Regions from separate parts of the Ovis aries genome. Here region 1 is linked to region 2. Evidence: chromatin contacts called from public Hi-C data. All regions are on one chromosome and are shown on one strand. The core of a region is the stretch at or near the end of the contact, and the rest is flanking DNA. Distances in the headings are between cores, read along the strand shown. Region 1 holds the start of ZNF703 (zinc finger protein 703). Region 2 overlaps LOC121818057 (a long non-coding RNA gene).

The links. A called contact is a pair of places that touch in the nucleus more often than the background predicts.
Region 1: a contact with region 2 is called in a Hi-C map of tail adipose tissue, with 4 times the contacts expected there. The contact joins the promoter of ZNF703 here to the enhancer-like site in region 2. A contact is called at or near these places in 2 of 16 Hi-C or Micro-C datasets (hypothalamus and tail adipose tissue).

The regions. Positions count from the first base shown.
Region 1 is chr26:32,067,077-32,070,800 of ARS-UI_Ramb_v3.0, reverse strand. It overlaps ZNF703 (zinc finger protein 703), which reads right to left and starts at 1,673. Exons shown (of 2, transcript XM_027962580.2): 1 at 1,256-1,673; 2 at 1-247. The coding sequence starts at 1,489. It overlaps LOC121818023 (a long non-coding RNA gene), which reads left to right and starts at 2,256. Exons shown (of 2, transcript XR_006058119.2): 1 at 2,256-2,371; 2 at 3,472-3,724.
Region 2 is chr26:31,880,602-31,884,195 of ARS-UI_Ramb_v3.0, reverse strand. All of the region lies in intron 3 of LOC121818057 (a long non-coding RNA gene), which reads left to right. Among named protein-coding and RNA genes, the nearest start is that of TRNAG-CCC, 120 kb to the right of the region's middle. Within about 2 kb of position 2,100, at least 3 of the 54 cell types and tissues checked have an H3K27ac peak or open chromatin away from gene starts, as enhancers often do. A contact at or near this core is called in tail adipose tissue, where this site is marked.

The DNA.
Region 1 (3,724 bases), core at 424-2,923, 190 kb before region 2:
CGCCGCCCCCGGAACCCTTGGAATAGGGCTTGAAGCTGGACTTGTCTTCGGCCGGGGAGTCCCCCAGCTGCTTGAGTGCCGCAGAGGCCGAGGCGGCGCCCGAGGCCGAGCGGCCGGGGTCCTTCTCCGCTCCCAGCCCGTTGGCCGCCGCTACCGAGTTGAGCTTGGACGAGGGCGGCGGGTCCGGCTTGCCGATCTGCGAGCAAGTCTGGGCCAGCAACGCCAAAGGACTCTTCTTGGCGTCCAGCTGTGGGAGACAGCGGCAAGGGGAGGGAGAAGGGGATGAGACCAGGGACCCACGGAGCGGCCGGGGGGAGGGGGTTTACCTGGGGGGCAGGGTGGGTGAGATGGGAAAGGAGGGCCTCGGGGAGACCTGCTGCGAGCGCGGGGGCTGAGCGCAACTGCGCTTACACTGCGCGTTGGTAGTGGTGGGATCCTTCGCTGCCCCGGGTCCCGGAGGGCGCCGCAGGCCCTGGGGAACGGGCCGTGGAAGGCGTCCACCGAAGACCATCCCGGGGGAAGGTGACTTCTCTGGAGTCGGGGCTGGGGGAGGGGCCGTGACTCGCCCCCTGCTCTCTCATCTCCTCCTCCTCTCTAGGCCTGGGTTAAAAACTTATGCCTTCAGTTTGGGGAACTTCGCTTGGGACGGGTTTCTGGCGGTGTCGCCGCGGGGTGGGAGCAGGGGAGAAGCTGGAGCTTGAGCCTGGGCGGCCGCAGGCGCTCTCTTCGGAGCCCCCTTCCCTCCCGGGGAGGGCCCCCAGGGGAGCGGGAGAAAGAAGGAGCCGGGGTCGGGAGTGCCCGGGCGTCGTGCGCTCCAACCGGATGGGGCAGAAGCGGAGTGGGACGGGGAGGGAGGGGGGCGATCGGGCTTCAAAGAGAACAAACCTGGGTGGAGAGGTGGGGGTGGGGGGGGGGGGGGGCCGAAAAAAGCCCAGGAGACAGACTCTATGGCCTGGGGACTGGGTGCCGAGGAAAAGTAAAGGGCCCAGTGGACACTCCAAGAGCAAATCCAATCCGAGAGAGGAAACGCGAAGCTCCGAAGGGCGAGCGTGGAAGGGGAACCTTCTCCCCCGGGGAGAAGCCCGGAGGAGAGAACCCAGTGGGCTCCGATCCCTCTGTATCTCCGTCCCTCCTCTCACTCCGTCGGCCACTGGGGCCGGACCCGAGCGTCGCACCGAGCCGCGGGGCACAGGGAGCCGGGCAGTGGTGGGCGGAATGGGGCGGGCGCTCGGCGGGCAGCGACCAGGGGACTGACCTCGATGGGGCTCACGGGCGTGGAGGACAGCGGCTGCAGGTACTCCGGGTGCAGGAGGTGGCCGGTGTGAGCGCTCAGCATCTTCAGGACCCGGATGGGGAGCCGGTTCGCCTGGCGCAAGGGGTCCGCCGGGGGCAAGAGGGACACCGCCGCCGGCCTCTTCCCGCCGCCGCCGCTGCCGCTGCCGCTGCTCTCGGGTGTCCTTGGGTTAGATCCAGCGGGCGAATCGCTCATTTGGAGGAGGCAGCGCCGCTGGGGGGGCGGGGAGGGCGGGGGCGCACCGGGGAGGCGAGCTCCCGGGGCGGGTGGGCTCGCTCCGCAGCTCCGAGTGCGCTGCAGCGGTCGCCGCGTCTCCACCCCTCCTCCTCCTCCGCCGCCGCCGCCGCCGCCGCTGGCCCCGGCGAGCAACACAAAAACCTTCGCCTTCCGCGAGCCGCACGTCAAATAGCCGCGATCGGCAGCCACACTTCAAAGGGATCGCCGCGCCCGCCCAATCGCCGATCTCGCCGGGACCCCGGGGCGGGGAGAGCGCCCGGCGCAGCCGGTGGGCGGGGAGAACCTTAAAGGGGCCGCGCCCGCTAGCCGCCGCGCCGCGGCCTGGCCCCACCGCCGGCCTCCTCCCCTGCCCCCAACCGGGCCGGCCCGGGCCCCGGCGTCCCGGCGAGATCAGGGCTTCCCCGGGGACCCTGGGCTCTGCGCCCTGCCCTCCGCGGGCTTTCCTGTCGCTCTGCGCTCTCTCCCTTCGCACGGCTGGGGTGGGGTGGGGTGGTGCTGGTCGGGGAAGGGGGACAGGTCACCCGCAGTCCATGTGTCTCTGGGGTGGGGTGAATTGGGTGGGCTGGGGGATGGGGTAGGAGCCCCTGGCGGCCGGCTCCGGGACTGCCAAGTCCCAGCCGCTCCCGGAGGCCGCCTGGGGGCGGGCCGCTCCTCCAGAACCCCAGCTCGGCTCGGGTTTTCAGCTCTTTCCCCCCCAATTGGCTTCCTCCCGGGTGTGCTCACTAGGAAGCGCCCGAACCTCGGAGGCAGCCACGGTTCTTGCGACGCGGCGAAAACCGCTCCAGCAACTTTGAGCCAGCCCTGTCCGCAACCTGCAAGTTTGAGGACTCCCCTTCCGGGGTGAGATGGTCTCGATAAGGCGCGGTCACCGCTTGTGGTGCACGCCGCCGGGACGCGCCTGGCGCCCGGTGCCTGCGCACCGATTTATAGGTTCGATGCTTGGGTGTGTTCCGGGTTTCTTACGGCGTGCTGCTTAAGGGCACACAATTCTCTCATGGCACCGCGCCTGACTGCTGTTTCAGGGGTAGCGGGTGGGTAGGGACGTGGAGGGGTTTGCATCCTAGAAGAGGCGGGTCTCTGTAAACACTGCACGTCGTTGTAAGCGCCAGAGATTCGGCCCCTCCACGCCCCGCCCCCCTTTTCTTCTCGAGGGGGAAGATGCCCTAGGTTTTCCCAAGGGAATTTCGGAGTTAAAAACTTTTAAATGAAAATAACAGTATCCCCCTGTCTCCTTCCTCCCGTGCCTTTCAGATAAAGTATGCATTGCCAGCTTCGCACCCGACAGAGATTTCACATAGTCCCTGTCCTGGCGTTAGAGTTCCCCGTCCGCTGATCAGAGGGTGAAGTTGGCCCTTTGTACGCAGGCCTTTGGGGAGAACCCTTTCCCGGTTCTCTCGGCGGCCAGTGGAGGCGCGCTGGTGTCACTGCCCTGCTCTGAGCACCCCTCTCCCAGCCCGCATCTGTCACTCGGATTGTCGGGCCTGTCACTCGGGGCATATTGTTCCGGGACTGCCGGTCCCTGACTCTGCTGCTCATTGATCAACGCCTTGAGATCCCCAGAAGGGCAGAGACGATTTCAAAGGCGTTCTTCCAACAGAAACGAGTATCACAGAAATAACAAATGGCAGTCTTTACGATGCTCAGTAGAGAAGGCACCAGGCACCACTCCCAGGCCACGTCAATCAAACACTAAACTGAGTGTACTCCTTGGATCGGTCTGGTTTTTGGACAGGATGTCTAGACCTCTAAGAAATTACACAGGCGTTCCCTACCCCGATTTTAATCCTGATAAAACTAGGTTACAATGAATGCCAAGGGATGGCCTGATTGGGTGATGTATTCCATACCGCAGCAAGGGGGGTACAAGAAGGAGGGGGGAGACCCCATTTATTTTATTGTGGTGGTCCCTATCCCCTACCCACTCCTCCTTCTCCTACCAGCCTCTGAGCACTCTGACATCCTTGCCACTGCCAGTGTCAAGTTTAAATGACCACTGCAAGGCTGCTTCAATCTACCAGGTGATTTGGCCTTTGGGAGACTTCTCTGCAGAGAGAGAGTGCAGAACCTTCCAGAATGAAGATGGTGGGCCTTGGAACGCCACTTTGGAGGAGGAGGAAGATCTGGCAAGAGGGGAACCCTAGGAGACAGGAAAAGATGAAAGACCCCTTCTTGATGATCACAACCGGCCCAGCT
Region 2 (3,594 bases), core at 851-3,350:
TTTTGGTGGGCTCCAAATCACTGCAGATGGTGACTGCAGCCATGAAATTAAAAGACACTTACTCCTTGGAAGAAAAGTTATGACCAACCTAGATAGCATATTCAAAAGCAGGGACATTACTTTGCCGACTAAGGTCCATCTAGTCAAGGCTACGGTTTTTCCTGTGGTCATGTATGGATGTGAGAGTTGGACTGTGAAGAAGGCTGAGTGCCGAAGAATTGATGCTTTTGAACTGTGGTGTTGGAGAAGACTCTTGAGAGTCCCTTGGACTGCAAGGAGATCTAACCAGTTCATTCTGAAGGAGATCAACCCTGGGATTTCTTTGGAGGGAATGATGCTGAAGCTGAAGCTCCCGTACTTTGGCCACCTCATGTGAAGAGTTGACTCATTGGAAAAGACCCTGATGCTGGGAGGGATTGGGGGCAGGAGGAGAAGGGGACGACAGAGGATGAGATGGTTGGATGGCATCACGGACTCGATGGATATGAGTCTGAGTGAACTCCGGGAGATGGTGATGGACAGGGAGGCCTGGCGTGCTGCGATTCATGGGGTCGCAAAGAGTCGGACACGACTGAGTGACTGAACTGAACTGAACTGTCATTACACGTGTAACATGGCAGTGGATTCCTGGCAGCTCCATACCTCCAACCTTTCTCCACACTGGTCAACCTTGTCCGTTGACATCAGATTGTTCCCTTGAAACCACTGCTTTCAAAGCATCTTCCTTCCCTGCTCAATACCCTCTGGTGACTCACTCTAGAGTTTCCTATTAAATCCAGACTTCTTAGCTGAGTCACCTACTCCCTACTTTTTCTTTTATTTGCCTGTGTCTTAATATGGTCACTCTTACTGTCTCATAAACATGCTAGTTTCTTTTCCATCAGTGAGCCTTCATTCCTGTTTCCTCCTCCAGGTAGCTACCTCTTCCTCTCCATCTAGCCAAGCACTCATCTTCGAGGCTGGCTCCTTCGAAACCTACCTCCTGACCATTTGAGTTCGTGAGATCTCTCTCCTTGGTGGACCTGTCTTAAACTCTTTCTATGCCTTGTTCATTTGGCCAAAAGCTGTCTTGCTAATAGTATACACTCCTGAAAAATGAAATGTTTCCCCAGATGGGCTGCAAATCTTCCAGGGAAGGACATTTCATTGCCTTTTCTGGCCTCTCTGGTTCTTAGTCTAGGGCAGAGCTAAGCCTAGAGAAGTCACTCCATACATTTCAAAATTAATTTTGTTGAATAACAGTGGTAGTGAGAAGGCTGATAATGAAGAACAGAAGGTGGGAGAGAAAAGCCTCTTTCCTAGTAAAGTTGGGTGAATTTTGTGATGCAGCAGAAGCTGTGGCTTAGTTTGGCCAGTCACTCAGACCCCCAGAAGCCAGCCATCTCTCGGTCTCTCTTTTATTTTTTTTAAAAATTTTAGCTGAAATTGCAAAAAAAATTCCCCATTGCGCAACATGTGGGGTATTCGTTCCCTGATCAGTGACTGAGTGGCTTCTGCATTGGAAGTGCAGAGTCTTAACCACTGGCCCGCCAAGGAAGTCGCAGCCGTCTCTTTCTCTTGTGTGTCCCTTGGGATCATCCCCATGGTTTCCCCCTTTGCTTTCTTCCCTGGAAGCTGCTCTCTGCCCATATTTCTTTGCCTGGGATTCCTGGTAGAGCTCAGAAGGCAAGCTGGGATGAGACTGGCATTAAGCTCTAAGTCCTGGATCAGATACCCTACCCAAGGCCCTACTGATGGTTCACAATTGGCTGGGAGTGTTTGTTCCATGTCTAAGCAGATGAATCTAGAGTGCGTGAATGAAGAATGGCACATTTTGGAATACAAGACAAAGGCTTTCACAATAATATGCGGCCATTTGCTGTCTCCTTAACGACAATACCAGCAATGCTGATGATAATCCGATGGGAAGAGCAGAGCTGATGAGTGATGGGAGGGACACCAGAGAAGCCTGTTCTCCTCCTGGGGCCTCCAGGTTTCCAGCCAGGCTTTCCATTGTTTGGGGTTTGTGCTCCATACCCAGCTGGCAAGATGCCTCCCTCTGATTCAAAGAGGGGAGAAGAGTCCCTCACCCAGGGAGCTTGAGGACGTCAGACTGCTCCTTACGCAAGAGCCTCCTAATGAGTTAAGTGTAAATGAATCAGAAGCAGATGGATCGGATTGTTCTGGAAATACACCCGAGGTTTAAAAATTAAGGGAAAAAGCATTTGGCAAAAGGCATTTTGGGGTTGCCAAGACCCAGAACATTTGAAAAACAGTTCAAGATTTCTTTTTCTTTTCTCTTTGGTTGCAAAACCCACAATGCTGCCTGGAGGCAGTAGAAAGAGATGGGCCTCCATTCTTTCAAGCTGAAGTTCCTCCCGCCGTGTGGGTAATGGACCCCAGACAGGAGGCAATGGGCTGTAGCATCAGGGGCTGATTGTGTCCAGGAGCAAAGCCCCCTGCAGGCCTCCGCTGGTGGAGGAAGGTGGCCCCTTGAGTCTGCAGCTCCCAGCCTGGACCTCGGCCCTCTGGGCCTGCTCTGGGCGGCTATCTATGACTGTCAGTGTGTCTCCTGCCTTTCATAAGACTTGACTCACCTTGTCCAAATGTGGGGAAGCTCGTTATATAAGGGAAACAGTCTCCAATTTGCTAGGTGAGAAACTCCTGGAGGTTAGCGAGTCCTAATCCAATAAAATATAAAGTGAAAGGTTTATTCTAGAAAAAAATCCTTCAAATAATTTTTTTTTTTTATTAGTCACATTTGGCATAGTTGAGCCTTTCCCTGGAGGGACTAGCTTGCTGAGGGAAAAGAGAGAAAAAAACAACATTCTTGGAGGAAAACTCAATCCAGTGGTATCTAAGTCTGCAGCTGACTTGCTGTGTGATTGCACACAAGACAGTAGACCTCTCTGAGCTTCGGGTGCCCAATAATCAGCTCTCGAGGTTTTCTCTGATTAAATGCCAACACATGAATCTAATAGGTCAGGGGCTGATGCACGTGGACAACGAATCCTAACGTTACAAGAGTGTTAGGTCTTGGTGGATTTAGCACCTGGGTCACTTACCAAATTCCAGCAGGGTCATCCCCCATCCCTCTTTCCCGCAGGCACCTACCTGTGAAGCCAGACTCACCTGCACGCCTCTCAGAATCCCATGCCTTGAAAGCGAAGTGACATTGGCCTTTCCCCAGGTGGGGAGGTGACTGGGAGGCAGTGGCTCAGTGGGGTCCCACCCGGGGATTTCTACTTCCTGTCCCAGGGCCATCTACATCCAAGAAGATCTGTCCTTGTGTATGGTTTTGCCACAACTCTGTCTGGAAAAATCAGTACTGGGGTTCCTTTTCATTTCCGGTGCCCTTACCTCCCCAGATGGTTGCTTGCTTCTCACTGGTAAGGGAGAGGCCCCACGGCTGGTCATGGTGAGGGGCTGGGAGCTGCAGGTCAGGGTGCAGATTCTGTAAGCAGAGCTCAGGCATAGCACGACTGAATTCTGTCCCTCCTCAGGGCCCCGGCAAACCCGTTTCTTTGTTCAATTACTTTTTCATCAGGTGTGTTAGTGCTGGATCTTAGCCTGACCTCTTGGTGAAGACAGGTCTCTTCGCCCTGGTCCTGGTGA